Linked DNA regions of Mus musculus: all the other regions are linked to region 1. The links are chromatin contacts, called in public HiChIP or PLAC-seq and promoter capture Hi-C maps. All regions are on one chromosome and are shown on one strand. Each heading gives the region's core, a stretch centred on a gene start, on an enhancer-like site or on the middle of the called end of the contact. The rest is flanking DNA. Distances are from core to core; before and after follow the strand shown. Region 1 holds the start of Mogat2 (monoacylglycerol O-acyltransferase 2). Region 2 holds the start of Lrrc32 (leucine rich repeat containing 32). Region 3 holds the start of Rnf169 (ring finger protein 169). Region 4 holds the start of Neu3 (neuraminidase 3). Region 5 holds the start of Thap12 (THAP domain containing 12).

Region 1 (6,026 bases), core at 1,407-3,906:
TGCTACTTCAACTACATGATTGTAAGGCATGAAAGCTCCCTGTGCCCCTTTTGCAAACTCGTGCAGCTCTGGGCAGTCTATGAAGAAGGGGCACAGTCTATTCCTGATTCTAACTTTAAACTTTCTAGCAACTGCCCTGACTTCCCAAAATTACTTAAATCAAGCTAACTTCCTAAAACCGGAATTCCATAAGTCACTATTAATTCATCTAAACAGCATTACCTCAAAAACTTTTATCTTCATGTTGATCTGAAGGAAATTTGCCCAACAGAGCAGGCTATCACCCAGGAAGTAATCACACTAGGCTATGGGTGGTGAGGGTCTCCCACTGCCCACTGACACCAAGCCAAAAGAATAGAAGGACAATGACAAACCTGAGAAGGCACATCAGAAGTCAGAGGCAACCCTGGGATGAAATCTTTAAAGCTACGCTTTTCTGGAGTGTACCCATCATAGCCGAGCAAGGGTGTGGGCCGATTTCAGGGAGCTCAGTTGCCCACTGTAGCTCCTGTTTGGCGCCTGCCACTGGTGCCTGCAGAGGGCAGAGGTGTCAGATCCCCAGGAGCTGCAGGTGGTTGTGAACAGATGGATGCTGGGAACAGAACCTGAGTCTTCTGCAAGAACAGTAAGCACTCTTGACTACTGACCCGTCTCTTCACCCAAAGGGAAACATTCAGAAGAATGAATAGATGTAGTGATGGGTGGATGTTGTTAGCAATCCTTCTAGGCTCTGCCCACAGTTACCTGGCAACAGCCAGGTATACCTGACTCACTATAAAAAGGGGTGTTTGCCCATTTACTCTCTGACCTTCTTCTCTCTTCCTTCTCTAGCCCTTCTCTCCCTGCTCCTCTCCCCTTCTCTCTCCATGTGTTTGTGGCTGGCTTCTTCTTCTTCTTCTTCTTCTTCTTCTTCTTCTTCTTCTTCTTCTTCTTCTTCTTCTTCTTCTTCTTCTTCTTCTTCTTCTTCTTCTCCTTCTCCTTCTCCTTCTCCTTCTCCTTCTCCTTCTCCTTCTCCTTCTCCTTCTCCTTCTCTTCTTCCTCTTCATTTTCTTCCTCCTTCTCCTCCTCCTCTTCCTCCTCCTCCTCTTCTTTTTCTTCTTCTTCTCCTTCTTCTCTCTCTCTGTCTCTCTCTGTCTCTGCCTTTCTCTGTCTCTACTCCCTAAAATCCCCTCCCTATGCCCTAAACAAACTCTATTCTATACTATACCAGTAGTATGGCTGGTATCTCAGAGGGAAAGGATACCTCAGCATAGGCCTGCAGAGGCACTACCCCTACATCATACTGAGCCTCTGCTAAACATATCCTGGTTCCCTGGTTCTTCTTCTTCTTCTTCTTCTTCTTCTTCTTCTTCTTCTTCTTCTTCTTCTTCTTCTTCTTCTTCTTCTTCTTCTTCTTCTTCTTCTTCAACATAAAACACAACAGGTGTGGCTGGAGGAAAACAATAACTCTAAGGAAACTCTGGCTATAACCTCAGCAACTCAGGAAGTGAAGTTGTCCTTTGCCATGGTGTGAAAGAGTCGAGCTGACCCAGGCAGGGGATGAAAGTTGAGTTCAGTGAGACGTACAAGCTATGATGGATGGTCAAGGAACCACCTGGATCTTCAAGTCTAGACGTGGGGCAGAGAGACAGGAAACAAGCCACCAGCCTGAACACAACCTTCAAGGGGCAAGAGGAATCAAGGATTAGTGGTGTTCACCTCTCATCCCAACTCTTGGGAGGCAGAGACTAGAGGCCAGCTTGATCTACAGTAGGCAGAACAAAGGAGTCCTAGGAAAAGTAGCTTGGGAGCCGAGAGGCAAAAGTGGAGGGAGAGTGTAAGGATCTAAGGTGACTGAGCCTGCTGACCAAAGGAGATGAGCAACCTGACTGTCAGCTTGAACCTGTGAGCAGAGTTTGTGGAATGTTGTAAACGTGTAACGTGTGGAGCTGAGGACCTACACGGTGTGGGGGATGGAAAGACCCTGAACGCAGCCCTGCTGAGTTCTACTGGTTAGTTACAGAGGGAAGGCAGACAGAGGAGATATGGGCACAGGGCTTTCTGATGCCAACTGTCGCAGCTTGTTTGTGAAGGAAGAGCAGAGCAGTGGACCTGTGAGAAAGTGAGGGGATCATTGGGCAGGGCTGAGGGGTCACCACTCCGGTCTCCTTGGGCTGTGGTTCTCAACTTCCTGATGCTGCGACCCCTTAGCACAGTTCCTCATGTTGTGGTGACCCCCCCCCCCAACCATAAACTTATTTGTGTTGTTACTTCATAACTGTAATTGTATTACTGTTATGAATGGTAATGTGAATATCTGATATTCAGGATATCTGATATGCGACCCCTGTGAAAGGATCATTTGACACCCCCTGGGGTCGTGACCCATAGGTTGAGAAGCACTGCCCTTGGGGTTTCACCTCTTTGCGCCCTACCTTGAGCAGATTCTAGAGGGTGGGAATAGTGGTTTGGCAGATAAGGCATTGCCTAAGAGAACTGATAAGGATGAAAGAGGTTTCTCTTCCGCCTTTAGCCTGGTCTAGGCAGAGGGATTACAAGGTACGGGGAAAAAAGGATGTGGCGTGGGCGGAGCAGGAGGGCCCTGGAGCTGGGCTGGGCTGGGCTGGGCTGGGCTGGGGCTGGACTGGGGCTGGCCTGGCCTGGCCCTGCCCCTTCAACCTAGAGCAAAGCCCGTGTGTAGAGCCTCCTGAGCCAGCTCAGCATGGTGGAGTTCGCCCCCCTGTTGGTACCATGGGAGCGCAGGTTACAGACCTTCGCGGTCCTTCAGTGGGTCTTCTCCTTCCTGGCCTTGGGTAAGAGGGTAGCCGCGGGCACACGGGAAGGGCAGGGCAGCCTCAGCGGGAGCACAGGATGCTTAATGGAGAGATTCAGGAGGGGGCTTTGCTGGGGTCTTCCAGAGCCTCGTGTGGGTATGTCTCCCATGTCTTAAGCAGTCTTCAGTTTCCTGGACTTTTGGGACCGCTGCATCCAGGCTTTAGCTGCAAGCTGCTGAGGGCGGGGAAGCACCCGAGGCTGGGTGGCTATGCCTCTGAGAGGGAAGCTCTCCAGTTTACCTTTCGGAAAAAGGGAGCTGGAACTGAGGCCAGGAGAGAAGGGACCGGCCTCTGCTTCCCCAGCTGCATGGTGGGGATGCCAGTGTCACCCTATGGGGGAACTTGTAGAGAAAATGCAGAAAGCTGGGAACTTCTATGAAAGGCAGATCTGACCTGGCTCCTGAGGTGTGGCTCTGTCCCTCTCCACCCTGTAGATGCTCCAGCACCGCTGTGGACCGGGAAGGAAGAGTGGCTGGGAGCACGGGAGGGAGCCTTATCTCCTTTGTTGGTACTAGACTGGGGAAGGACTGCCACCCCAGGACTCAGATTCAGCCCGAGTCCAGATACTACTGCCTGTCAAGACAGTCACATGCTCAGTGCATGCTTCACACACACACACACACACACACACACACACACCCCTCGGGTAACACACGTGTATACGTGTGTATGTGTTCCCACCTCACAATGTTTCATCTATATGGTTTATTCCTGCAAAGTGGGCTTTCCAGGATCACACACCTTTAGCACCCATTTTAAATGGGTCTGTACCTCTGTTCCAGGGTCGGTTACCATTTTAAGTACCCCTGGTAACAACCAAGCAGAGGAATTGCATATTTGAAAGGCCCAGGCTGTGAATCAGGAGCCTGGCAACTGCTCCTTCCAGAGGAAGAAGGGATGGGGGATGGGCAGAGGGCCTGGGAGGAGGTGTGGATACAAGACAGAGATGGCGGGTATAGAAAACAGAGGGCAGGCAACCTAAGCCCAGGGATGGCTTGGGTCAAAGGGCTCCGGAGACCCAGAGCCATGTAGTTTACAGCCACAACCTCACAGGGTCTAATGGACACCAGGCTCGGGTTGCCTCCTGTGTCCTTGAGGACAGGAGTTATGTCTGACTGGGTGAACCTACCCCATCCTTGCAGCCTGGGCCTGGGCCTGCTCTTACATAGACCTGGCAAGACCGAGGAGTGGAGCACAGAAATCAGGGCTCCCCTGAGCCAGGAGAGGACCGACTGGTGCAATTTGAGAAAAGGGTTCTGGGCTCTTTCATGCCAAGAGGGGGAAGTTTTACTTTACCCCTTATCCTGAGGGCAAAGGAGAACAATAGACTCAGCAGGGAAGTGACGAGGTCCAGTCTGGTGTTAAAGGTCCCCTTGCCTGCTGTGTGGGGGATGGGGAGATCAAAGGCGACCAGAGTCTCCACCAGTAGTCAACAAATCAGGGCCAAGACCAGCCCAAATGGTTTTTTTGTTGTTGTTTTAAGTCACAAATTCTGAAATGTCTAAAGTATTTGCTGTCTTGCCTCATTTTTTACCTGGTGATGATGGCGGTGATTTTGGGGCTGAAGGAATGGCCTCAGTGTCTCCAAGGCATGAGGATCTGAGTTTGATCCCCAGAACCTCTGTAAAAAATGTCAGGCATGGTGACACAAACTTGTAATCTTAGCAGAATCAGGAAGACCCCTAGAGCTTGCTGGGGAGGTAGCCTAGCCTAATGGGTGATCTTCAGGCTAGTGAGAGATACTGTCTCAAAAGAAGGTGGAAAGCTTTCCTCTGGCCTTCACACTCATGCATACATGTGGGTGCACACACCCACCCACAGGTGAACATACACACACGTGTCAAAACAGAGAAGTAAGCGGAGGCAGTATGGTGTGTTGCTCACAGACCACTACTTAAGGGAAGTTTTACAGAATAGTGAGGTTTGGGCTGGGGACATGAGTTTGTCAGTGAAGCACTTGCTGCATAAACGTAGGATTAGAGTTTGGATACTGTCTTAGGGTTTCACTGCTGTGAACAGACACCATGACCACAGTAGCTCTTAGAAAAGCATTTAAGTGGGGCTTGCTCACAGTTCAGAGGTTCAGTCCATTGCCATCATGGAGGGAAGCTTGGCAGCGCGCAGGCAGACATGGTGCTGGAGAGGTAGCACTAGGCCTGGCTTGAGCGTCTGATTTGGTGTTGGTGGCCTGCCTATAAGATCAACACAAAGGAAGCAGAGACAAGAGCCCTAGAGCAAGCTGGCTAGCTAGGCTAGTCCAATCATCAGTGAGCCCTGGATGAGAGAGAGAGAGAGAGAGAGAGAGAGAGAGAGAGACTCTGTCTCAATACCAGAGAGTCACAGAGGGATAAAAAAAATAAAGGTAAAGGCCAGGGAGTGATAGAGGAAGACACACTGGCACCTGAACACACATGTGCCCACATATGAACATACATATATATGAACATACATACATACATACATACCCACAAACCACATACACATCAAGAAGAAATACAATGTGATTCTAAAGCCCGCCAGCACTCAGTTTCCCAGGCAGGGAAGTAGCTGGGGAAGTCAATTAGGACCAGGCACCAAAGGCTCAGGCCCCAAGCCAAATGCTTTCCAGATGGGCTACTCATTGCTTCTGTGTCTTTCCTCTCTCACATCTCTCTCGTGGGGGGGGGGTAAGATTCCTCAGTCTTGGTCCATGCTGTTCCTAGATGTTTTTTGTTTTATATTTTATATTGTTGAATGAATGAATGGTTTGAGCCAAGCACTGAATCTCAGGTATTACCCTGCTAGCTTGCTATATGACCTTAGCCAGTGTGCATATACTGAGTCTCTAAAATGTGGGGGTTTAAGACAGACATGATGACACGAGCCTTTGATTCCAGGACTTGGGAGGCAGAAGCAGGTAGATTTCTGAGTTCAAGGCCAGCCTGGTCTACAGAGTGACTTCTAGGACAGCCAAGGCTACAAACAGAGAAACCCTGACTCAAAAACAAAACAAAACAAAACAACAAAAGGTAGGGGTTTTAAAACCTCAGGCTTAGCTGGGCATAGAGGCATATCCCTTTGATCCCAGCACTTGCGGTCTCTGTGAGTTCAAGGCCAGCCTGGTGTGCATAGTGAGTTCTAGAGCAGCCAGAGCTACATTGTAAGACCCTGTTTTAAAAAACCAAAGCAACAATAACAAAAGAAACTGCAAGCTTTTAAAGACCGGGTAAAGGA
Region 2 (6,026 bases), core at 2,233-4,732, 750 kb after region 1:
AGCTGCCCAGGTCCAGAGCTCCATTGCAGTGTAAGCAGCCAGCACAGGGACCCATGGGGACCTCAGAGGCTCTTAGCAGGGGTGAATCCCTGTGGACTTGAGCCATGTGCTGGGGAAACACAGATCAACCTGTTAGTTAATTAATTAATTAATTAATTAATGCATTCACTTCCTCCCATACTGAATGTCACCTCACATCTAGTTCTATGCTGGGAAACAGGGAGATTACAGCCTGGACATGGCGGCGGAAGCGTGGATATGGCGGCGGCAGCGTGCTTGCGAGGAGAGACCATAGCACTCGCTCCCTCTCATCTCTGCTAGGCATCTGCTGTGTGACCTTACACAGGTGTTATCTCTCTGACGTTGTTTCCAGGGGTAAATGTCAGGTTTTGTTGAGGACAACAGACATTCTATGAAGGTGTTACAGCATATCATACCTCACCATCAAACCTGACGCTCAAGGACTCAGCTCTGTTTCCTTACACATCTTAGTTTATAGAAGGGAAAAGACAAACAGCCAAACCAAAACAACACCGAGGCTCAGAGAGGTTATAAAATACAGCTAAGACAACACAGCTACATGGTAGACTCTGTGCCCTTCGCCTCTGCACTTGAAGGTCTCCAACAGTGGGTAAGGGAATGAGAGTTGCCACTCTAAAGATGGCCTTGGGAGAGCTCTGCAGGCCTGTGCCGGCTCTTTTGACTGTCAGAACCCACTGGGGATGACTCTCAATGCCGTGGCTGCTTATCTTGCTGAAACACGCAGGGGCTAGTGTGGCCCTTTCAACTCTCCTTCCTGGCTCCCCCAGAGCCCAGCCCTGCCCCACAGTGCTCCGCTTTCACTGCAGGCTATGAATTCACAGGAAATTTTGTTCTTTTGGTTCAAATGCAGTCCCTACCTGCTTAACATCAGCATCCTCAGAGCTAAATGAAAGCCCCTGGCCTTCATCTCCAGGCTCTGAGCAGCTATCCCTTCCTGGGCCAGCCTTCATGTCCAGGCCCTGGGCAACCATCCCTCCCTCGGCCAGCTCTTGTCTCCCACCTGACTTGTCATTGTCCTCGCTCTGTCTCTGAGCCCTGAGCACATGTACGGACCTGTGCTTCCTTTGGACCTCTGGACCCCTGGCTTCCTCTGCCTCCCCTGCAGCTCAATGTCTCTTCACCCGTGGAGCTTAGATGCCCTGTCCTCTAGGAAGCTTCCTCTGGTTCTCACGGTTACCCTGTGTTCTCAGGGCTCTCACAGTTGCTGAGCATCGGACAGCTCAGTGTGGGGCACACAGCACACCCCACTGTGATTCCCTACCTCTTGAAAAGGAAGTACCCGTGGGGACCCACCTTATGACACAGGGAAGTCAGATGGCGCAGCAGCAGGCAAGTCTCCACTATGGGATACAGGTGAGGAGAGGTCCCCCTGGCCCCTCCCCGCCCTAGTCCAGCAGGTTCAAAGCCGCCCACCTTCACTGCAACAGCCAACTCCACTGTTTGCCTTCTTGCTTCCCTCTAGGACGGGACAATCTGCCCCATACATGGCACCCAGTGACGTTTCAAAATCACATGCCAGATCTTACAAATCACTTTGAAATCTCCAGTAGCGTTCAGACGTCACCCTCTCTCCCATCAGCTCCACCTACCACCTTCTTCCCCTCAGCAAACTCCTCAGTCACCTCAGTACCTTCCCTGCTGCCTGGTGGTGGGTGTGTGTGGGGGGGAGGGGGATGGGGGATGGGGAAGGACTCTGCTTGGCTGCTCCCTCCTGGTCCAGAATGTTCCTGCTCAGGCTCCTGGGTGTTCTATCCCCCCTCCCGCTCTCATTTCTCATTTGCTTCATTCCTTAAGTATATGCTCACTAAATTTCTCCCAGGGAACAAGTGGCTGAATGATGTCACAAATTCAGCTGCAATAAGGACAAGTTAGGACCTGGGGTTAAGGTAGGGATGCCCAAAGGGACCCTGTCTCTCCTTCCTCTGCACATCCAGAAGAGACAGTCCCCACAGAATTATGGTGGAAAGAAGCACCCTGCTGTGCCCCATCTGCAGCAGTGAGAACTCAGCCCCCCAGGGACAACCAGAGGCATTCAAACCCAGGGCTCACTGTCAAGCCCCACCACTGGCTAGTGTGGTCCTCAGGGCAAATTCTTTATCTCTCCTTGCCTAGGTGATTCATCTGCAGGACACACCAGTTCCCATTCCAACACTGGCTATCCTTGCTTAGCATGGATCAGGTGGAGCATGACCAGGAAAGTACTGGGACCCTTCCATGTCCTTCCCTGATGGTTCAGATACCAACGATGCTGAGGATAGAGGTCCTGGCTCTGCAGGCAGGTAGCTGGATTCTGATTGGAGAGGTGTCAAAGAATATCTCTGTATGTGCTTGTATGTGTGTGTGCACATGCACGCGTGCTCGCGCGTGCATGACAGAGGGGGACAGACAGATAGTGGAGTCAAACCTATAATAAAAATAAGACTGCCCCTACTATGCAAGGAGGTTACAATTTTTCTAAGCCCTAGGTTGACTGCAGGTCTTTTAACTCTCACAACCACCAAGTGAGGTGATTACTATAATTCCCATTTACAGACTGGAGGACCGAGGCTTGGGAAGGCAAAGTGCCTGATCCTTAGCCCCTAGGTGTGCTGCAACTGGGACTCAGCCAGATCTATAGTCCCTTAGTGCTGGGTGGTCTCCACTAGTGCAGACCCCACGGGCACCCTGTGGATCTCTCTCCCAGACCACGAGATTCAGAGAAATGACTTACCCTAAGGCACTTGTACAGTAAATCGAAGAGTCGGTATCAGAATCCAGCCCCTGTGCCTCCAAAGCAACTGCCAAGACTTCCTTCCTAAGTTACTCAGGAGCCTACAGCCCCAGGCCCAGGAGTATACTGAGCGGTAGGGCTCTCAGTCTGTTATGACTACTGTCAAAGGGGGCCTGGGAGAGCAGCTTCAAGGCTCACAGTGCAGTGAATCACTCACTAGGGGCAGCCCGTTCTAGAGACATCCTACATCTCAGGGGAATCAGACCTTAACCCAAAGGAATGTGCTTGTGATGTGAAATGTCAGGGTGGAGGTGGGGTAGGGGGGTCCCTCCTATCTATCACACATAAAGAAGTCTCCCCAAAGAGTTCTGGGTATCCCCTCCAGATAATAGTGGTAGTGTGGAAAGCCCATGTCTGCCTGGGGCAGACCTGAATTCAAATCCTAATCTGCTTGCTTGGCTGTGTGCTCCTAGGCACACCCAGAGCTTCCTGCCTCGATTTTCCCAGCTGTCAAATGGGAACGCCTATCTGAGCCCTTCCTTAGGTAGATCTGCTAACACCCGGGTGCCGAGGGAGGGTCCGGCCCTAGCTCTCTAGGCACCGCCGCCGACCGCCGCCCCTACCTGGCTCAGCGCCGCCGCCGCCGCCTGACTCCTCCGCGCATCGTTCGCGCAACCCCGGGGGTCTGGCCCGCCGAGGCCGGACCGCTGCAGCGCCGCTCCAGCCGGCCGGGAGGGGGCGGCGCCCGCCTTTTAAATAGCACCGGCCGCCCGGCCACGCCCCCTGGGACTCTGAGCCGCGGGGTCCTAACACCGCCCTGCCAGCCGTGCGGACCTAGGAACCGAGCATCGCCTCTGCTCTGGAATCGCCCGGACCCAGCTAGGGCGGCGCTTGAAACCGAAAAACGACTGGAGGGAGAAGGATCACAAAAGAAGCTAGGCCGAGGCAGCCGCACGTGCAGCCGTGGGCCCGCGAGGTCTTGGGTGCAGGGAGCCGCAGGTCCGCGGAGGAAATCCTGGCGCCACCGCACCAAGGCAGGGGGCCACCCAGAGGTGACTGGCAACCACCGGCACGGAAGGAAGTGACCCTTCTTTGGCCCTGGGATGGCCCTGAGGGGGTCCCATCCACCCCCCCCCCCCCCCAGCTATCCTGCCTTTAAGTCATCTCCAAGCCTGTCAGTGTCCCCTGCTTACTGATAGAGAAGCTGAGGCTAGGAGTGGGATGAGGGAAAAGCCAGCTGGTTGAGACTTGTCAGGTCCCCACGGACATTTGGGGGACCTGAGGCTCTGATAGGTTAAACTGCATAATGACAGTCTCATAACTTACCCAAAGCCGCTGCCTTTACAAGGTACTTAGCCTCCTCAGACACTGGCACCGTGCCCTGCTGGGTCTAGACTGAAAGATGGGTGAAGAGTGTTGCTGCCGTCCTCCAGTCTCTAGTTCTGTATTCATAATGTTCTCCCTGGTGGTCACAGCGCCTAGAGGAGGGCCATCCACCCTATCTTAACAGCACCAAGCGGGGTGAGCCAGAGTAGGGCTGGGCTCTGAGCTGGGCCTTTCCTCCCATCTAGTCCACAGTGGTTGGATGGACCCATGCGGTGCGAACAACCCAGAGAGGACAGTCCCTGACAACTCCAGTCTAGAGCCCTGACCTAACCTAAGGTCAGGGAAAGGTTCACCAAGGAGGCATCCTCTGATGCTATAAGGAGTCAGAGCAGCAGAGTAGCCCAGCTTCCTGCCCCCACCCACCCTCGGGAGCTCTCAGGGTTGTGGCTCTCCCACCTCAGCCCTTGTGTGTACTATCTAGTCAGACTGAACTTCAGTTCCCCTCTCTGCCAAGTGTAGAATGGCAAGAGCCGCTCTTTTGGATGAAGTCGATGTAGGCCTGGGCCTGCACCCGATGGGTGTTAGAGACCGTTCCTCATCTGCTGCTTTAGGAGGACACCTTTTCCAGGTTGGAGTCCATGGGGTCATGTATCAATCGAGGAAGGGGCTTTGTGACTACTCTGTAGCGAGGGCAGAGCATGAACAAAGACTCAGGTAGGCTGGGGCTCTCCCTACCTGCTTCCCCATGATGGCCTGATGCTCTCTCACACCGTCAGAGTTGCCCTAGAACTTGGCTCAAGGTGGGGGCAGGGCAGGGCTGGTGCCATCACTACAGGATGAGCGGCCTGCTTCCCTTGTGCCCCCAGGGGCTGCGGTTGTGGTTAGGAAGCACATGGGGTTCTGTGCCCGGATGGGGCTCCCCAAGAGATAGGAGATAGAGGGGCAACCAAGCATGTCCTCCCCCAACTACAGAGGTCTCTTGGGACTGAGGACCAGGCGGAACTCTTTAGCCCCCACCCCCTACATCTCTGCTCTTGAACTGTCATGCTGTGTGACTTGGGGAAGGTTGCTTGACTTTTCTGACCTCCACTTGTTTCTGTAGAGCGAGACAAATGGTAAATCTACAGTTCCTCTGGCTGGGGAGACCACATAAGACAGACTGGGTTGAGAACCCAGTGAGGAGCCTGTCTCTCTTCCGCAGGCCCTGGGAAGCTGGGAAATAAAATTGTCCAGCATCCTCTCTTGTGGGCAGATGTGAGGCTGAGGAAGTAGAGCAAGGAGGGTGGCTGATCCAGAAGTGTAAAAGTACCCTCACCCCCTCCAGGAGGCAGAGCTCGAGTCTGCAGGGAGTGATGGATGTCAGAATCCAAGCAGGGTCTCATTTACAAGGCAGCCACGGACAGCACATTTTTCTAGGACCCACGGAGGGCATCTTTCCATCAGTTTCCTGCCACTGATGCTTCCATCTGCCAGAAACTGGATGTCTTCAACACAGTCCTCAGGTGACAGGTCAGACAGGGGACACAACTTTTCCTGGGTCCTTACTGGTTCCACCCTGACAGAGTGGCTCTCAGACACTCAGTCTTTCTCAAGACTCCCTGGGGGAATTTTGCTGAGGCAGGATAACCCTTGAGGCATAGGAGCTAGTGACCCAGAAGGCCAATGGTGCACAGATCCACTGTGACTCGGAGCATGCTGCTAAAACTCTGTGAGCGTCCTGTCCTTGCTGAACTGTGGATCGGAATGAGAAGGATCCGATCCCTAATTTAGTCTCCATCGCCCTTTGCCGGACCCCTGTTCTGGCTCAGTCCTTTTTATTTGATATACCAGAGTAAAGATGGCCACACACAGCTCTCCATTAGCTTCTATCCTCATCGACTGGAAAACAAGACTCAGAGAGTTCAAGTGACTGTCTCAAATCACACCACTTGGGAGTCAGGAACTAAGC
Region 3 (6,026 bases), core at 2,539-5,038, 740 kb before region 1:
TGCACTGTACCCCAGGGGCTCAGTCACTGGTCCCCCGATAGATGATGAAAAATGTAGAGTAAGGATGATGAGCAGAAAGAGTCACTCAGTGTGGCCCCGGTGGGGAAGAGGAACACAGAGGTCAGATGGACCACATCCCCCTCCTTTGGCCAAGTCCATCTTCTGGGTCTAGACATGAAGCTTAGCTCTAAAACAGCCCTGGTCTAAGTGTGGTCCTGTCCTTTCTCATTGCCTGGGCTGTAGTATTTCCTTCAAGGTGGTCTGACAAGCTGTCAGTATCGTGTGAAGTTTCTTTCTGAGAGACAAGTTTCTCCTCTGCCTGGCACCATTTCTAGTCTTTTCCTTCTCCCAGTATAGGATTTCCAGGGAAATTCCAGTACCATGGAATCTATTATTCCAATAGTTCAATATCTAAAGGGAGGAGCACAATTGTCTCTTTAGAAAATCTCCATTCCTGCCACGGTAGTTACACTGTTTGGGCTTTTTTTTCTGTTCTAGACCATTGGTCTAACCTTGTTGTATCATTTCATAACCTGTGAAGCATCCTTAACAACCAGTCTCGGATGATGCCTCAAAACAACAAGAATTACAGCACAGTTGACAGGAACTGAGAACGGTTTAAGGAAAAACTGGGTCAACTGGAAAGGGCAGCCGGTACCACAGGAACAATCCAGTGGCTACTATCACCAAGGGAAGGACACCACACCTCCCCCAGTTCCCACCCAACATCCCTTGCTGTTGGATACCCACTGTTTTTGTTGCTATGAACAATTCTAAATCTGTCTCTAAATCTGCCACTCACCAAAGATGCAGAGTTTTGAGAGAAGTGGGAAGCGAGTAGAGCCCAAGACCTATGACCAGTCCTGGCTTCTCCAGGCAGGGAGCAGTTAGATGCTTTCCTACGCCAGCTTCCCTCCTCTCGTCAGAGAGGCGCAGAATGAGGGGTTTCTTAGCAGAGTGGAGGTTTAGATGATGGTGGCAAATGCGATGTAACAAAATGTCTGCCGGCCTTCAGTCCTTCTCCCCTCTCAGGCTGGTGCTCTTCTCAGGCTGGTGCTCCTTCCTGGTTGCTCTGTTTTGCTGGCTTGTCAACCATGATCACAGTCAACTGAAACTTCAGAGCCATCTTCTTGTTCCTGTTCTCCTCATGAATAACTCTCCACAGATCTGTCTCTCCCCACCCCCTGCACCTCGTCACCATTGCTGTGTTAGAAAGATTACCTTGGCAACAGCATAGAGGAGAGAAAAAAATTGGAAACTGGGAACTCGGTCTTCTGAATTCGAGGGATAGAAGAGACTGTTGAACGTGTCCACTGTAACAGTCTCCCTGACAATCTAGTGTTAGATTCTTATAGCATTAAAAATGAGCACGACATAGATCCTGGTATCCTTTATCTCAGCTTTTGGCATCAGTCTGAGGCAGCACCGTGGCTGTCATATGCCCACATGCACACACTTGTGTGGTGCATCCCAGGCTGAGAGCCTGCTGTATTCCAGGACATTTATTTTAAAGCCGAGGAGACCGAGGGCAGGAAGAAGGAAGGGAGCCAATGAAAAGGCCCAGGAACAAGATCGGAGCTGGCATCTGGGCAAGTGATACTCAGATCGCTTACTTTTCTCTGTGGAAAAGAAAAATTTCTGTTTCTCTTTGTGTCCAAGAAAGCAAGCTACACTGTTCTAGGCTAGCAGTGAACAGGCCCTTCAGACTGAAGTCCTATTGTGTAAGCAGCTCACAAGAAGCAACTGTTTCTAATGGTGGCTGCTTCCTGTCTAAGTTTCACCACGCTGTGATGAAACACCATGACCAAAAGCAATTCTGAGAGGAAAGGGTTTATTTGGCTTACATACCCTGAACTACAATCCACTGAGGAAGTAAGTCAGGAACCCAGATGCAGAAGCTGATGCAGAGGCCATGAAGAGTGCTGCTTGCTGGCTTGCTCGTCATAGCTTGCTCAGCCTGCTGTCTTATAGGACCACCAGGTCAGGGTCATACCACTTACAAAGGGCCAGGCTCTCCCGCTGTACTCACTGCTTGAGAAAATGCTCTACAGGTTTGCCTAGAGCCTGATCTTATAGAGGCACTGTCTCAACCAAGGCTCCCTCCTATCAGATGACTCTAGCTTGTGTCAGGTTGACAGAAAACTAGCTAGCATACTCTCTGTACCACAAGCCTTCCTTGTCAGAACCAGGTAAAATGTCCCTGGGTAGGAAGTGAGCAAGTGCCCGGATAAAGGACAGCCCATCCAAGAACTCACTTCTGTGTCTGGCAGTATTCTGGCTGTCTGGGCCTTAGGCTGGGCCTCTGACTCTCTGGACATGATGTTTAGTTACTCACTGACCCTTTGTCAGTTGCTGTCTGTCCTTTACTTCCAGGTTCTCATCCTAAGGCTCCAGTCCCCCCCACCCCAACTTGGATTAATCACTCTGCTTTGAATCGGTTACCACCAACTGTGGACACTCTCATGACAACCTGGAGCTTCTAGATGCTTTCTTCTACATACAGTTGCTTAAAAATAATGTCTTTACAAAGCCTGTGATTTTCCATAAAGATAACATCTTGGTCCAAATGCACCTTAAGGTAAAAATAATAAACAAACAAACAAACAAATAAATAAATAAATAGGCAACACCCCGAGACTTGTTGTAGTACAGTCATCTTTCCATCAGGGGGAGCCATTCTTTTTCCTAAATCCTCTGTATCCAGAAAGGAAAATCACAGCAAAGTCTCAACACCTCTCCCTGGCTTAAACAGGAATGATGTGGTCAGAGCTGGCCGGTAGGAATGAACTCTAAGATCCATGGGACAAAGCTTATAGGAAGAGGGGTTGTGTGATGGCAGGTCAGTTTGCAGAAGTCACAGCTGCCAGCTAGGTGAAGAGATGAGGAGAAAGAAATCATGCAGTGGGCTTATGGAATGAAGAAGTGGGTGGGAACAGGCTGGAAATAGAGCCATTTTGGCCAGAAAATGACAAGACTATAAGTTAAAGATGCCTGGGCTGGGAGCGTGAGGACCCTTGAGATGGTTCTGTGAATAGAATGTGGGAAATAAGGGCTGTTTTGAAAGGATGGAGACATTAGGTTTGTGCACGGAGCATGCAGATATCCATAATGATAAATTCAATAACTCTGAACTGCAGATATTAGTGTGGGCTTTCATGGGGAAGAAAAGAGGAGACCAGGGAGTCATATAGACTGAGAAAAGAAAAGGCACAAGCTTACACAAGAGTATCTACATTTAAGTATCAAACACAGAAGTAATCTGAGGAGCAGGGTTTGTGTAATAAAGTATGCTTTTTTTTTTTGCCCCAGCCAAGGGAGGGGACTTCATAAAGGGATGTGGAGAGAGAGGGGCTGAAATGAGGGCTGGTCAGGTTGTTATTTCAACAATCACTCAAGACTTTTGGTCATGATAGGCCTCATGCTAATCACAACAAGCTGCTATGGCCCCGAGGAGAAAGCCCTTACCAAATGAAGTACTTCGACAAGTTTCTGGATAGCTCATATTTATAGTTCATTTTATAAAGTTCAGGGTCGCTCAAAAATTCCAAATAAATTCTTTCAGTCTCTCAAGATTCAGTGCTAGAAACTACAAAAACAGGAGGGCGGGCTGAAAGACCAGATATATAAAGAATAATCATTAAATATTAATAAGCAGTCTCCTCCTGCTAAGCGAAAGGCCCTAGGAGAAATATCCCCAGGCGGACTAGGTTCCCGCCCCCTCATGAATATGCAGATAGCTGTCCGCCGCGCACTGCCCCGCCCTCTACTCCTCTCCCACCGCAACCGACTCTCCCTTCAAACGGGAAACAAGATGGCGGCGGCAGGTCCGAGCACTCGGGCTTCTTCCGCTGCGGCCGCGGCAGCTCTGAGTCGGCGGGGCCGGAGGGGCCGCTGTGACGAGATGGCGGCAGCGAAAGCCGGGGCTCCGGGCCCGGCCTCCAGCCCCGCGTTGTTAGTGTTGCGGTCAGCGCCACGGCCGGAGGAGTCGGGCTGCACCGGGTGCCTGGAGACCCCGGGGGAAGTGGCGGCCCTGCCGTGCAGCCACTCGCGGTGCCGAGGCTGCGCCTCGCGCGCGGCGGGCCCGGGCTGCCGTCGCTGCCGTCCCCGCGGTTCGGGCTGGGCCCGCCGTCGGGCGCGCGACGACGGCCAGGCCGCCGCGGAGCTGATGGGCGAGCGCGCCCGTCGTGGACAGCCAGAACCCTGCCGCCCGCGCCGGGACGGGGGCGCGGCTGCCTCGGGGCCCAGGCCGGAGCCGGAGCCGCTCGCGGAGCCAGGTGGAGCCTCCCCTCGCCCCTGTGGGCTTCAGCCAGGCCCAGCCGCCGGGTCTGGCCTGGTGAGCGGGGTGGAGGGTCCCGGGCTCTGCTGCCGCGGGTGTGGAGAGTTCTGCTGGGGTCGCGACCGGGTTCTGCCCAGGCGCAGTATGTGTTGGTGAAGGTTGAACTTTGGAGCGAACTGTACGCGTGTTGAATTTGGAGGGGCAGTGAGGGGACCCCGCGCCTTGCGTAAGTCAGAAGTTTGGAAGGAAACAATTCCTGGAACAAGTTAGGGGCATGTTGAAGTTGGTGCGTGGAGGGGGAGGGGCCCTGGAGGATCCCAGCAGCGCTTGTTTCAGTGTTGGGCAGAGGGCTTGGGGTCGCGCGGTCTAGGAGGGATGTGTCTTCCAGGGCTGGAGAGAATGAGGTGTGGGATATCCCAGGCTCAGGGGGAGCTTTGCAGACTTGAGAGCAGAGTGGGTTTTGAGGATGAGCTCTCGTGTGAAGTTCTTTCTCATGCTATCTTGGGAAAAAAAAAAAAAAAATATATATATATATGCATGCTTAGCGCAGAGCTTGCCACACAGGATGAGATAAATGCCATCTATTTTGGTGATAATACTAATCATAAACGTTAGTGGTGCTTGATGAAGAAAGCTGGGTGGGATTTAAGTTTTGGAGACAAAGATTGGTTTGGCTGGGGGCTGTTTTCTGTCTTTCTATGTAAGTTTCATCTATGATGCTGGCAACTTAAAGGTCTGTTGTAGGACTCTTGGCCTGAACTCCTTTGCCTTTCTCACCGTCGGCAGCCCATCACTTGTTGGTGCTGAAGTCTGAGATAGAAAATTCCGTTTGTAACATGAACCGAGACCTAGGCTTCTTTGGTGCAAGCCTAAGCAACATACCTACAGCTGAGATTTTCAAGAACCGTGAATCAGGAAAAGCCATTTGCTAGCCCTTTTATGTTAGGAATTCTGCCTTACGTCGTTTTCAGCAGAAGGAAGGCATTGCTTTGTGTGTATATGAAAGTGCAGTTCCTAGAAACTGTAGAGTCCAGAATGCATCTATTTTTGGTTCAAGCAGAGACACCTGCCAAAGACACCTTGTTTTTCAGTCTAAGGGCTGAGATGCTCTGCATTTTACTTTCTGCGTTTCTTGTTATCCCTTCCAAAACCATCACAGTGCTCTTGGTTGTACCTTTATTTCTATTTTATAGGTGAAACTGAGGCCCAAAGAGATTAACTAACTTGTCTTATGATGAAAGTACAATTCCATATGATTTTCTCAATTTAGCTTGCTTTAATTTCTGAGATTATAAATATAAGCAATTTCTCTGGTCTCCCTACTACATTGACTATATGGTCAAATAGAATAGCAGTTCTCTTTATATATCTCTTGGAGCTGTTATGAAACATCCACCTTGAAATTTGAATTATGAAAGAATGCATTGCTTATTGATTTGTGTAAACTTTTCCCACTAAAAGAAATTTGTTTAAATAAAGGATAGGCTATTAGTGATTAAGGACATTTACCTAAAATGAGAATCCATAGGACTTGTTAAGTTACTTAGTATCTTTCAGTTATATGTGGGTCATAATGAAAAGTATTTTCCCTAAATTTACTTTTTGGATCATTGCAATCATATGTTTGTCCAGCTAAATAATTTTAGAAGAATAGAAAATACTGCCGAGCCAGTCATGGTGATGCAAACTTGGAATCTCAGTATTTGGGAAGTGGACTCTGGAGGGTCAGAAGTTCAAGGTTATTGGCATC
Region 4 (6,026 bases), core at 2,182-4,681, 590 kb before region 1:
TCTGGAATCAGCTATTAGAAACCAAGATCTGGGGCCTTGGTGCTGACTGCTGGGAAGACTGAAAAAAACAGCTACAATGCTGTTAGTAAACAAAACCAAACTGTCACCTAATGTCTGCTCACTGGTAAAATCACCTCCATGTGTTTTCAGAATTCATTTATTCAATCTGGGACCCAAACAAGGTCTAGAAATTCAGTTTTGTTTGGTTTTGTAGTAGATTGAAAAGTTTTAATGTTTTGTCTGTCCCCTCCTCTCCCCTAGCCCTTTGACATTTGTGAATTTGGCCAGTTGTATCTTAATGATGCCATTTAACAGATTTTTCTACTCCCATCTTGTGTGTGCATGTGGTGGTGGTGGGGGTGACTGGGGACTGAACCAGAGCTAGGCAAGCACTCTACCACTGAACTACACCTTCAACTGTCAGATTGGTTGTTTAGCAGTAAGACGTTATACAGGAGCCCTCATAATAAACTGCTTGTGTCTATTTGTCATGCTATGCATAGTGTGCTCAAATGATTTTGGCTTGATTCATGCAGTACAGTGGGTCTCAGCCTTCCTAGTGCTCAGACCCTTTAATACAGTTCCTCATGCTATAGTGACTCCCACCCATAAAATTATTTCACTGCTACTTCATAACTAATTTTGCCACTGGCATGAATCATAATGTAAATATCTGATAGGCAGGATATCTGTCTGATATGCGACCTCTAAAGGTGTTGAAAGGCATATGTTGAGAACCACTGATCCAACACAAAGACTTACACTGGGCCATTATATGGTTCTAGCAGCCACCAAGCTATTGCAAACTAAGAACATTATATCAATTGTTTATTATTATTATTTAGTAGTAGTATTAGTAGTATTTAGGAGAACAGTGAGTCACCTTGGAATACAGCTTGTATAACAAAGCTTTATTCTACCTTCTACTTTTACTCTAGCTTTATTTTTCCATAGCACTCTCTTGAAATGACTGAGAGACTTTTTTCCATATGTCTATATGATGTTATGATATTTTAATTTTTTTCTATTATTTTATGTGTATAAGTGTTTTGCCGGCATGTATGTATGTGCTCTGTGGTGGTTTAAATATGCTTGGCCCAGAGATTGGCACTATTAGGAGGTGTGACCTCGTTGGAGGAAGTGTCTCACTGTGGCAGATAGGCTTTGAATCTCTCTTCCTAGCTGTCTGGGAGACAGTCTTCTGGATGCAGTCAGAAGAAGATGTAGAACTCTCAGCTCCTCTAGCACCATGCCTGCCTGAATGCTGCCATGCTTCCCACCTTGATAATGGACTGAACCTCTGAACCTGTAAGCCAGACCCAATTAAATATTGTCTTTGTAAGAGTTGCCTTGGTCATGGTGTCTCCTCACAGCAATGGAAACTCTAAGACATCACCATGTGCATGCCTGGTGTTCTCAAAAGTTAGAAGAGGTCCTGTGGAAGTGGAGTTAAGGATGTTGGTGAATCATCATGTGGGTGCGGGCACTGGGCCCTCTCAACTACTGGGGCACCTCTCTCCGGCACCATGTTCTCATAACATTAAACATTTAATCTAGTCCTTTGTAAGTTGTTATTCCCCTGCCCCCTTTTTACACGGGTTCTCAGTATGTAGCCCCAAGTCCTCTGGAACTTACTATTAAAACCCCTGCTGATTTAGAGCATGTGGTTCTCTTGCCTCTGCTTCTTCAATTCTAGGATAGGTGTGCAGCACTGCACCTAGCTGTTATTTTGCCACACATATTTGGTAGTAGGATCCTTGTTAGGTCAGCTCTTTGAGCATGGCCTTTGTTGCTTTCTTCTAGCTACCTTGTTTTCAAGTAAGACCAGATACTCAAAGCCTATGCTATACCTCTTTCCCCTGCTCTGAAATCAGCTGTTTTTCTTTGAAGTCCTAGTTACTTTTAGCAGGAAACTACTTTATTTTATTTCAGTGTTGTCAGGCTAATCTCTCATTATTTAAAAAGGAATGAAGGAAAATCCCATCCTGTTATGATCTTGTGTCTTAGGAAAGCCCATCCCTTAGAGCGTTCACTGCCGTACCCATGGTATTTGCTCAGGCTCAGGGATTCAAACTCAGTAGGAGTCAATGTTTTTCCATCCTTTAAGTTAATATTCCATCTTTCCCTTCATCTTTTGACAAATTCCTTTATGTTTTACTTGGTTCCAACAAAAAAAATGAGTTTCAATTGTTTCTCTCCATGTGAGTTCTACTTCTGAGTATCAAGTTCACTTCAAAGAAAGAAGACCCCATATTCTTACACTGGAACTAGAGGAGGCAGCCATTTGGGAGAGAAACTCCTAACATGACTGGGATGAAATAAAAGGAAGTCACTTTGCTCCTTGGTGGACAGGGCCCTGCCCCCTGGCATCCTCACAGGCAGAGGAGGAATGGGGTCCGGCCGAATCGGCCCTGCTGTGCTGCTTTCTATCTTACTGTGGTTAGACCCACACTTGGGGGTGTGATTTCTTATATTATAAGGTGAAGGGTGCTATCATACATCTTACTATTATAAGTCAAATACAAGTCACTCCCCACAGGGTAATGCCACTATGCTAAATGTCCTAGTTCATTATGTTAACCTGGTACATAAGGAACCACTGTGAATTTTGATACCAATGTACTCCACATCTTGGTTTTTATGTTTGTTTGTTTGGGTTTTTGTTTTGGTCGTGACTTTTTCATTTTCTTTTTAGTCTCCTCTGGTAGCCTTGTTGACCTGATGGGTTTTGTTTGTTTGTTTGTTTCGGTTTGTTTTTTTGTTTGTTTGTTTGTTTGTGTTGTTGTTGTTTTTTTTTAACAGTCATTTTTAGCTTTCTTTGTCCCCACCCCTGGCTGATCTCTTAGATGCTGCAGTGTGTCAAGAGGGGCCTTTTCCTCTTTTGATTTTGGTAGGTGGGGAAGAATGGGATGGTCCTTGCGTGTGATTGTGAAACAAGAGAATGGATTCAGTACTTGGTGACAGATACATGTATGTAAATGTGTGTAGACAATATACAATAAGTTATCGAAGGTACAGGAGAGTGAACCTAGGACGTTGCACCTGCTAGGCGAGTGCTCTGCCACCTAACTGGTTTCTCGGCTCTGTTTATACTTTTTTTTAAAAATCTTGCGAGAAGGGCAATTGTTCAGGGTGGCCTTAAACTCATTTTGTAGTCCAGACAGATGAAATTTAACAGTCTCTACCACACTAGCAAAGTCCACAGCCCCGCACCACCAGGCCCTGATAAATATATACATTTTGGAACCTTTTGCAAGGAGAATGTCCAGTGCTTTGTGTGAAAACACCCCCTTCCACCTTTTATCTTTTTAGGAGTCCCCTCTGAGCCTCGGAACCTTTGTTCGACAATTAGACTGTCTAGGGAAGTTTTAGGCGGTGATACCTTCCACAGACCAATCGTTAAGGGCGTGGAGAAGCAAGCAGGGCGGGCACTGCGCGGTGAAGGGGCGTGGCCTGGCCGGGGAGGTTGACACCCAGACGCTGCTCTCAGTCCTCTGGCGCCTGCTCCCCAGCGCATTCCTTCTGCTCCTGGGATATTTGTCTCATTACTGCCAGTTCTTGCGCAGCGGTCACTGGGTTCGTTTCAGCGTCTGTGGTTTCTGTCGCTGTTATCCAGTCTCCATCGCCCCAGCTCAGCTTCAGGCCTTCTTCCGAGACTCCACGGGAGAGCCCAGAGAGCCTCCGGAGCCGGTGAGCTGGGGTGAGAGTCACCCGGAATTCGGCCGGGGACTGTGGGGACCTGCATCAGGAAGGAAGACTGAGTCAGCCAGAATCAGCTAGGACCATTCTACTTTTGCTTTCTTCCATCTAAAGCCAAACTTCAGCTGTAGTTTAGAACTGTGGGAACAAACCGAGACTGTGAAGTCTTCTTACTATAGAGGAGTTGTGGGCGACCAAAAAGGTTCCAAGGTGGAATGTTTTTGATACTAGATTTGCAACTGAGTGGTCTCCCCTAAGTTTTCCTCTTCAAACAAGGCTGACTTCAGAAGTCGTGCTAAACTGTACTCTCCCCAAGAAAGAGAATAGAGAGGACTTGGTTGGAAGGTGAGAGAGTATGGAACAGTAATTAATAATCAGAATTATCTGCTAAAGCAAACAACTCCAAAGCAGACCTGTACTAGATTCTTCTCAGCCCCTAGTTCTGAGCACATAGTTTGGGTGAATCCTTTAGGTGTGACCAGGCCACTGTGTTACCACTGTCATCATTATTATTAGAATAATCATAGTGAAAATTAATGACAATTTAATTGTTGAGGTGATGGCAGAACCAAAACTGAATTGTAAAAAGGTCAGCATTCACAATAATTAAAGACATCAATTTGTATAGTGCCTTAACGTTTATAAAGCATTTTTGAATGGTCCTGATAAGTACACATTACTAACCTTTAACAAATGAGAGCCAGTCATGGGGCCTGGCTCCTGTTAATCCAAGCACTCAGGAGGCTGGGGCATGAGAATCACAAGTTCAAGACCAGCCCAGGTGCTAAGAGGAGGTTGTAATTGATAGAATAATGCAGTGCTTAATGATGGGGCTTGGTACTGAGAACACAACAATGATGTGGTTTCATTGTGAGAACTTCATCAGTGTGTATGCACATCGTATGGCTCAGCTAGGCTGTATGGAGAATATATATATATATATATATATATATATATATATATATATATATATTCCATATATATGCCTATTGCGGCTGGAGCCATGATGAGTGAAACATGAAATGAAGTCAAACACAAGAAAAAATGGTGTCAAGAGATTCTGAAAGCATGGATTGTGTGAGGCTGCTGCCAGCTAAGGTAATATGCTGTTTCACTGTAAATGTTTGTAAGTTTGTATTCCAAGATAATAACAAAGTGTAGTCTAATGAATGATTGCAAGCCAGTAAAGTAGCTTTTTGTCATTTCAAGTTGTATGAGCTGTACATAGATATTTGTATATGACTGACATCACAAACGTGTTATATGTCTGGGCTGTGATACTGGTGTCTAAGATGTCTGTGGGTGATGGGAACTTTAACACAATTAGAATCTGTGGGACCACCACACACACACACACACACACACACACACACACACACATATTCAGTCTAGTATTACATTGTATATAGTACATGACTACTGTTCTACATCAGTTTCAGGAGTCAGAAATAATGTGCCCTGTTTGGCATGGTGGCACAAACTAACTAACACTCAGGAGCCTAAGGTTCTAGGATAACAAGTCAAGGTCAGTCTGGGATACAAAGTAAGACATTGTTTAGGGGGGAAAATTAATGATTTATTTATTATTTCAATTTATAACTGAAAAATAGTGATATAGTGACTGCCATGTCTTGTGCAATAGGCTTTGTAACAGCTACTTCAGGCTTATTTGTTCTTTTTATGTAGAACTGAATTCATTTTATAGATGAGGATCTGCAAGCAGTAAAAGCTGTTAAGTACTCTAAGCTATGCCTTTCATTATGCACTGCCCGAAGTGGGACTCAGAGACAGGCATCCTTAGAATAGAGCCAGCCCAGTGGTGCATGGAAGGAGAGAGCTGGACTGTGGCGCACAGGCATGCTCTAACATGCCGACAAGACAGTCCACCCAGTCGTTTGATTAAGTGGTACAAGTCCCAGCCTGGAAGGAAGGGCAGCTTTTCTTGACTCAGAGGCCACTTCTCTCACTCTTCTCACAGTAGTGAACCACCATTGTCTCAATGTAATGATCCATTGAGTCATTCGTACGTTCCAGTTTCTCTTGCTTGACTCAGGCTGCAGACCGACGCAGTGCAACATTCCCCCGTATCTCATTACCCAGAAAGCTGCCTGAGAGACTGGTCTAAACTGACCGATTTTCCTGTCAGAAACTCTACGGTGGCTCCCTGTCTGTAGGATGGATACCACAATAAGGTGACGGGTTTGTCGGGATCTAGCTCTGCTGGTCAACTTAGTCCCGTCTTTGCTCACAGGTCTTTCACGCCCCTCACCACAGTCACACTAGCCGACTGAAAGCGCCCACAGCTCACTGTTGTCTGTTACCCAAAC
Region 5 (6,026 bases), core at 1,720-4,219, 540 kb after region 1:
AACACATTATTTCCCCCAAACTGATTTACTGATTCAACTGAATCCCTAAACTGAAAAAAAAAAAAAAAACCTTTTAAAAACCTCAAAGTAGCTTGAACAGAAGTGAAGATGTATTTGTCCTTTAAACAATCATACTGAATATGATATCTTTATGAACTAAACCTTGACTAGTAATTTTACAACATAAACAAAAATAAATTTCAAGTGACTGTCAAATCTAAACATTAAACATCAAAACAAGCTAGGCATGGTGGTTCATGCCTATAATTCCAGCACTGAGGAGACTGAAGCAGGAGGATTGCAGCTAGTTCAAAGCCTGCCTGGATTACATAGTGAATTCTAGGCTAGACTGAATGAGACCTTGTCTCCAATAAATAAATTAATAAAATGAATATATTTTAAAAGGCCATCAACCACACATCCAAAGGCGATTCAAATATATAAACATATTTATAAAGAGATCTAAACCAAAACAGAAATCTATTCCAAGCATGGTGGCTCACTCCTTTGATTTCGGCACTTAGGAGACAAAAGCAGGCAGACCTCCTGCTCTACAGAGTAAGTTCCAGGACAGCCAGGGTTACATAGAGAAACCATCTTAGGGGGGAAAAAAGAGACAAATATTGATGACAATGTAGAAAAAGAGAAAGCAGCCATATGAAGTTCATTTTCACATGTGGTATGAAGGTATTTCTATTTCCCCCAGTACAGGGGACAGAACCGAGAACCTCATGCATGCTAATCAGGTTCTTTAGTGCTAAACTCCATCCTCTGGCTGAAGACATCTCTGCCTGTCCAAGCCTACCAGGTATCACACTATAAATCAAACTATAATATCTTCCGAACAGACTAATACTCCAATCTTTCTTATGTCAGTAACTGTTTTATGTTAAAAACTTCTGTAACTCTAACACTTTGGGGAGTGGAGACGGAGGATTGCTGGGGTTGGCTGAATCTGGCTACAGGTTCAGTCAGATCCTTCTTAAAGGAGGAATAGAGCAAGACACAGGATGCCCTCTGGCCTCCACATACACACACCCCATACCCACACATAATCTCAGAAGTTAGTCTTGACTCTTTTCTCTTATAAACGACATCCAAATTACTAGTAAATCCTGTTGGCTTCATCTTCAAACCTTATCTAAAGGCATCAATTTCCCTCTTCATCCTCTTCTACTGATCTGGATTATTGCAACAGTCTTCCCTTGGTCTTCCTGCTCATATCTTTACTTCCCTACAACTAACAAGCAGCCAAAAATCCTGTTAAGAACTCTTGCAGCTCTAAACTCTCCCACTTCACTCAGGATAACCACCAGAATATCTTCCATGGACAACAATTTCCTAAACAATTTCCGTCTCCCATATAAACCTCATCAGCAAGCATGCCTTGACTTCACTCTTACTGTTTCCAGATGCTTTTCCAACATATTGCACAGCTCTCCCCTTCCCCAATTCAATTTTTTTTTGTTGTTGTTCAGATTCATTATGGTGAGACTTTTTTCTGTTATGTTTAAAATAGAAACTGTGCCTCCGTTTTTTATACTTTTTTTTTTAAACGGGTTCATGAGACAAGACTCACACTACAGCCCTAACTGGCCTGGAACTTACTCTAACCCAGGCCTGCTTCAAATCTCAATTCTCCCTGCCTCCTCAGCGCTGGGATAACAGACAATGTCCACTGCTCAGCTCCCTGGCTATGCTTTTTTCTTTAATCTGCTCTGGTATATGCACGAGCGTTTTGCACTTTGAGCATACCTGGTACACAGGAAGGCCAGAAGAGGTTGTGTAATCCCCTGGAACTGAAGTCACCTAATGTGGGTATAGAACCCAGGCCTTCTGCGAGTATAAGTGCTCTTCAGCATTGAGCTATCTTTCCACCTGTTCCCTAGCTAAAAGCCCTTCCAACCCCTGCTGTATTTTTCTTCAGGATATTTTTCATTATTGGACACGGTATTATAAATATTTTACTTGCCAATTTCCCAAGACTTGAATGTAACCTCTGAGAAGAGGGATTTTCATTGGTTCATGTTACCCACTCTCATACTCTGACCAATTTCTACCAACTGTCGGCTTTCAATAAATATTTGCTCAATTAATATCATGCTATATTCAGCGCTCGTTGATAGATCTGCTCTCTCTCTCTGTGGATTAGGTGCTTTCTGCCGTCCGTGACAAAATTCACTCGAGTCTCCAGCACCTGACATGAGTACTTCAAACATGGTTAAGCACTGATTTTTAAACGAATGAGCCAACAGGAGAGCTCTGAGAACTACCTGCAGTCTATCACACTAAGTCCCTATGATTCTCAGACTACGTCCCAGATTATAAACTACCCCAAGGAAAAGTGAAGTTGCAATACCATATTCCCACGCCCTCACACTTGTCCTCTGTGGTCCCAACAACCAAGGGAGACAATGAGTAACGGTCGGCATTTGAACACTGGGTTGACAAGTCCGAAGGAGGCAGTTGTGACCTGATTTAAGATCAAAGAAAGCGGCTCGCCTCCAAACAGAAACACTGTCCTAGAAGAGACCAGTGACGCGGGGGAAGGCAGGGCCCCTGGGAACACAGCCCTGGAGAAGGGTTACTTCTTTGACAGCTAAGGAACCGCGTCGGACCACCAAAGGCGCTAAGCGCCCACTTCATCCGCCTTCGCGCCCCCGGGTGGCACCCACTGGGCCGGGTGCCCGCGAGCGCACGTGCGCGCAAGTCCCTGAAGCTTCCGCGCCCCACTCACCTGGCCGGGTCCCGCGGGAACCTGAAGAAGGCCAGGTCAGACTGCGTGCTCTTCCGTGTGCAGTTGGGGGCAGCGCAGAAGTTCGGCATGGTCGTCCGGCCGCCGGCCGGTCCAGCCCTCCCCTCCCCGCCTCGTCAGGGCAGCGCGGCCGCCCCGCGGGGCCGGGGAGGGGAGCTGGGCCGGCCGGCCGGCTCCGCAAGGCCGCGCGCGGAGGAGGGGCTGGCGCGCGAAGCCGCGAGGGGCAGGAGGGGCGCGCGGGCCGAGGCTGGGCTGGGGCCGCGGCTCCACAGTGCTGTGTGCGGCCGGGAGGATTTACCGCCGCCGCCGCCGCTGCTGCACCTCCAGCCCGCCCGGGACGCTACCGCCTCCTTCCCACAATGCACCCTGGCGCTGGAGGGTGCCCTCTCTTCCCTCAGCTATCCGCCCCCGCCCTCTTCGCAGGCGACCGTCCCTGCGGGCGGGCATGCGCACTCGAGAGGGTCGGGCCAGCTGCGTAGTCTCAATGCACATGCGCACAACCCAACCCGCGCAAGGAAGGAATTGCGCATGCGCTGTAGTCTCCCCGGGACTGGCGAGCGCAACCCCGGGTTATTCGGGTAGGTTTGCTGTGTGCGGGTTCCTGCAGATCCAGGGCAAGCTAGAACGTTACTTCACGGCTGCGTCTGCCCGGCTTGTGTAAAAGTTGTCACGGTTCATGCGTCCATTGCGTGAGTCACCGTAGACTCTTAAAGGCAACAGATTCGGGATGACCCTTGCGATTGCTTTGAAACAACTCGCGGGTTGAACGCAAACATGAGTTGTAGAGGATTTAATTTTTAACCCGTTTTGCCTTCCGGTTACTCTGTGACCGAATTAGTGCTAGATTGCTAGCCGCACACCTTGACTAGACGCTAGGGTAAAAGCTCAGAAAAGCAGTAACTTCCTTGGTGGTTTCCAGAGAGGCAGGAATAGTGCAATGATTAGGCCAGCAGCACCCTAGAGATTTTTACCTCAGGCTTCTCACAGTCCTGGCCTGATAACGTTCCTGTATGGTTTTGTTTCAAAATGAGTGGCCGCTATTTAGAACAAAGTATCAAATTTTGCGTAAAATCGAACACGTCTGCAAGTAAGACCCACCACTTTTGAAAGAAGCGTATGGGGGTGAAGTGGTGTCGAGGGCTTGAGTATTTGACTGGCACAAAAGGTTTAAAGAAGGGTGGGAAAATGTCTGAGATGATCCATGAAGTAGTCGTCCAGTCACCCACAGAACGGATGCAAATATCCAAAAGGTCACGGACTTTGTGTGAACAAGCAGTTAACAGTGAGAAGGATGGCTGAAGAAATTACATTTAGAGAAAGAAACCATTAGATTCATTCTGAAAGGAAACCTGAACACGAGAAAAACGTCTGTCAAAGCTATAGCAAGTATTTTGAAGGATCAGCCTGAACTTGGGGAAATTTGAGTGTCCATCTGGTCATTCAAAGGAAATTAAGAACGCTAGTTTATAGGTGAGGGAAAAGAGGACAAGTTCTGAGATGTGGAGTTAGCTGCAGCAGAGTGCTGATGAGGAAATGGCTCTGCCTGTGTAGAATCCCAGAAGTCGGGCCCCTGCCAGCCACCTTCTGCAGGGAGCATGCTCAGAGAGTAGGAGATCTGACGACTGCTACGGTATCAGACATGGAGATGCAGCGTTTGGAGTTTGCCCAGCTGGTTTCCTGTCTTGCTATTGGGATTACAATAAAGTGATTGGATGAATCTCAGAAGAGACTTTGAACTTTTTTTTAAAAGATTTTATTTATTTATTTTATGTATATGAGTACGCTGTAGCTGTCTTCAGACACACCAGAAGAGGGCATTGGATCCCATTACAGATGGTTGTGAGCCACCATGTGGTTGCTGGGAATTGAACTCAGGACCTCTGGAAGAGCAGTCAGATCTAACCATTGAGCCATCTCTCCAGCAACTCTGAACTTTTAACATTGTTGAGCTGCTATAGACTGGGGACTCTGGAAATTAGACTAAATGTATTTTGTATTATGCTATGTTTAGCTGTGGCCCTTATAGCCTCATATGTTTGAACAAGTCTGTGGGGGCCAGGGAGTGAAATGTGATGGTTTGTATGTGCTTGGCCCAGGGAGTGACCCTATTAGGAGGTGTGGCCTTTAGCAGATGTGTAACTGTGGGTGTGGGCTTAAGACCCTAACCCTACCTGCCTGGAAGTCAGTCTTCCACTAACAGCCTTCAGATGAAGATGGAGAACTCTCAGCTTCTGCACCATGCCTGCCTGGATGCTGCCATGTCCCCGCCTTGATGATAATGGACTAAACCTCTAAACCTATAAGCCAGCCCCAATGAAATGTTGGCCTTTTTAAGACTTGCCTTGGTCATGGTGTCTGTTCACAGCAGTAAAACGCTAAGACACCCAGCAGTAGTCAAACAGCAGCAGGATGTCTCAGGTTTGGGGGAAGAGGAATTACCGCCCTAACTTAGTCCAGAGCAAAGCACTTTGAAATGGCTGTGCACCGTCAATGAACACGACAGAGATCATAATGACCTAGGTGGCAGAAGAGTTCCCACTAACTCTGAAGTGCCTGCTTGCTGTCCTGTCCTGGACCTTACTTCACAGCTCTCTTAGGTTCCTAATTCTGTACACTCAGATCCAGCCATGATCCCATATCTCAGTGTTTTCTCAGTGCCCTGCAGACACTCATTTTCTTGTCTAGCTTGCTCTTGGTTCTCAGATTCCCTGTTGTTTGATTCTGGGCCACCCTTCCAGGTGTGTCTGCTTTGGGGCTTTGGTTTGGTACGCATTTCCACTCACACAGCTCTCTCCTTTCTGATTTTTGGGCCCGTGTTCCTGCCCATGACTTAAGCTGTGGTCCAGACATGTGGAGCAGAGAGTTCTTCAGCCCTGGCTCTAAATTGTCTTCCTGTAATTCAAGAAATGGGATAGGGAGGGATGGCATAGAGGCTAATGACCAAGCCCTGCTACCATTAGCAAGCCCAGTATAATCAGTATTACCCAGTTTCTCAAGGCTTGGTTACCTCTAGAAGCCTTTCCAAACCTTAACATCTATATAACAACTCTATTTTTCCCAGGTCAGTGGGGCCTGGCTGGCTGTGGCTGTCAACAGAGCTGGCCATCTGCATACCTTGACCCATTCTCAAGCTTGCTAATGTGTGGCTTCCCAATTGACCTTACTCCCCACCCTCACGTCCACACCTATTCCATGTAGTTTCTTGTGCCTCTGCTAACAGTCTAGGAGGAATAGGTCCTGTCGAGGAAAGATCACCTCATCTTGCTTCATA

Evidence for each region. Promoter capture Hi-C pulls out the DNA fragments that hold promoters and counts their contacts. HiChIP or PLAC-seq counts read pairs in DNA pulled down with a chosen protein or histone mark.
Region 2: a contact with region 1 is called in a CTCF HiChIP or PLAC-seq map of embryonic stem cells, with 6 times the contacts expected there. The contact joins the promoter of Lrrc32 here to the promoter of Mogat2 in region 1. A contact is called at or near these places in 4 of 39 promoter capture datasets (embryonic stem cells, second pharyngeal arch cranial neural crest and stem cell-derived epiblast-like cells), 1 of 15 datasets of contacts at CTCF or cohesin (embryonic stem cells), 1 of 115 datasets of contacts at active chromatin or transcription factors (pancreatic cancer cells) and 1 of 9 other capture datasets (embryonic stem cells).
Region 3: a promoter capture Hi-C map of liver shows a contact between it and region 1, with 2.3 times the contacts expected there. The contact joins the promoter of Rnf169 here to the promoter of Mogat2 in region 1. A contact is called at or near these places in 2 of 39 promoter capture datasets (both in liver) and 1 of 115 datasets of contacts at active chromatin or transcription factors (pancreatic cancer cells).
Region 4: a promoter capture Hi-C map of liver shows a contact between it and region 1, with 2.6 times the contacts expected there. The contact joins the promoter of Neu3 here to the promoter of Mogat2 in region 1. A contact is called at or near these places in 3 of 39 promoter capture datasets (the C10 cell line, cranial neural crest and liver).
Region 5: a promoter capture Hi-C map of neural stem cells shows a contact between it and region 1. The contact joins the promoter of Thap12 here to the promoter of Mogat2 in region 1. A contact is called at or near these places in 2 of 39 promoter capture datasets (neural stem cells and pre-B cells), 2 of 115 datasets of contacts at active chromatin or transcription factors (embryonic stem cells and pancreatic cancer cells) and 2 of 9 other capture datasets (embryonic stem cells and pancreatic islet).

Annotation. Positions count from the first base shown.
Region 1 is chr7:99,235,241-99,241,266 of GRCm38.p6, reverse strand. It overlaps Mogat2 (monoacylglycerol O-acyltransferase 2), which reads left to right and starts at 2,656. Exons shown (of 6, transcript NM_177448.4): 1 at 2,656-2,792. The coding sequence starts at 2,702.
Region 2 is chr7:98,487,447-98,493,472 of GRCm38.p6, reverse strand. It overlaps Lrrc32 (leucine rich repeat containing 32), which reads right to left and starts at 3,482. Exons shown (of 3, transcript NM_001113379.2): 1 at 3,376-3,482.
Region 3 is chr7:99,978,220-99,984,245 of GRCm38.p6, reverse strand. Rnf169 (ring finger protein 169) reads left to right here and starts at 3,788. Exons shown (of 6, transcript NM_175388.3): 1 at 3,788-4,274. The coding sequence starts at 3,812.
Region 4 is chr7:99,825,822-99,831,847 of GRCm38.p6, reverse strand. Neu3 (neuraminidase 3) reads left to right here and starts at 3,431. Exons shown (of 3, transcript NM_016720.2): 1 at 3,431-3,690.
Region 5 is chr7:98,700,190-98,706,215 of GRCm38.p6, reverse strand. Thap12 (THAP domain containing 12) reads right to left here and starts at 2,969. Exons shown (of 5, transcript NM_028410.2): 1 at 2,738-2,969. The coding sequence starts at 2,826. Gm15506 (predicted gene 15506) reads left to right here and starts at 3,288. Exons shown (of 1, transcript NR_144495.1): 1 at 3,288-6,026. It also overlaps the pseudogene LOC108167485.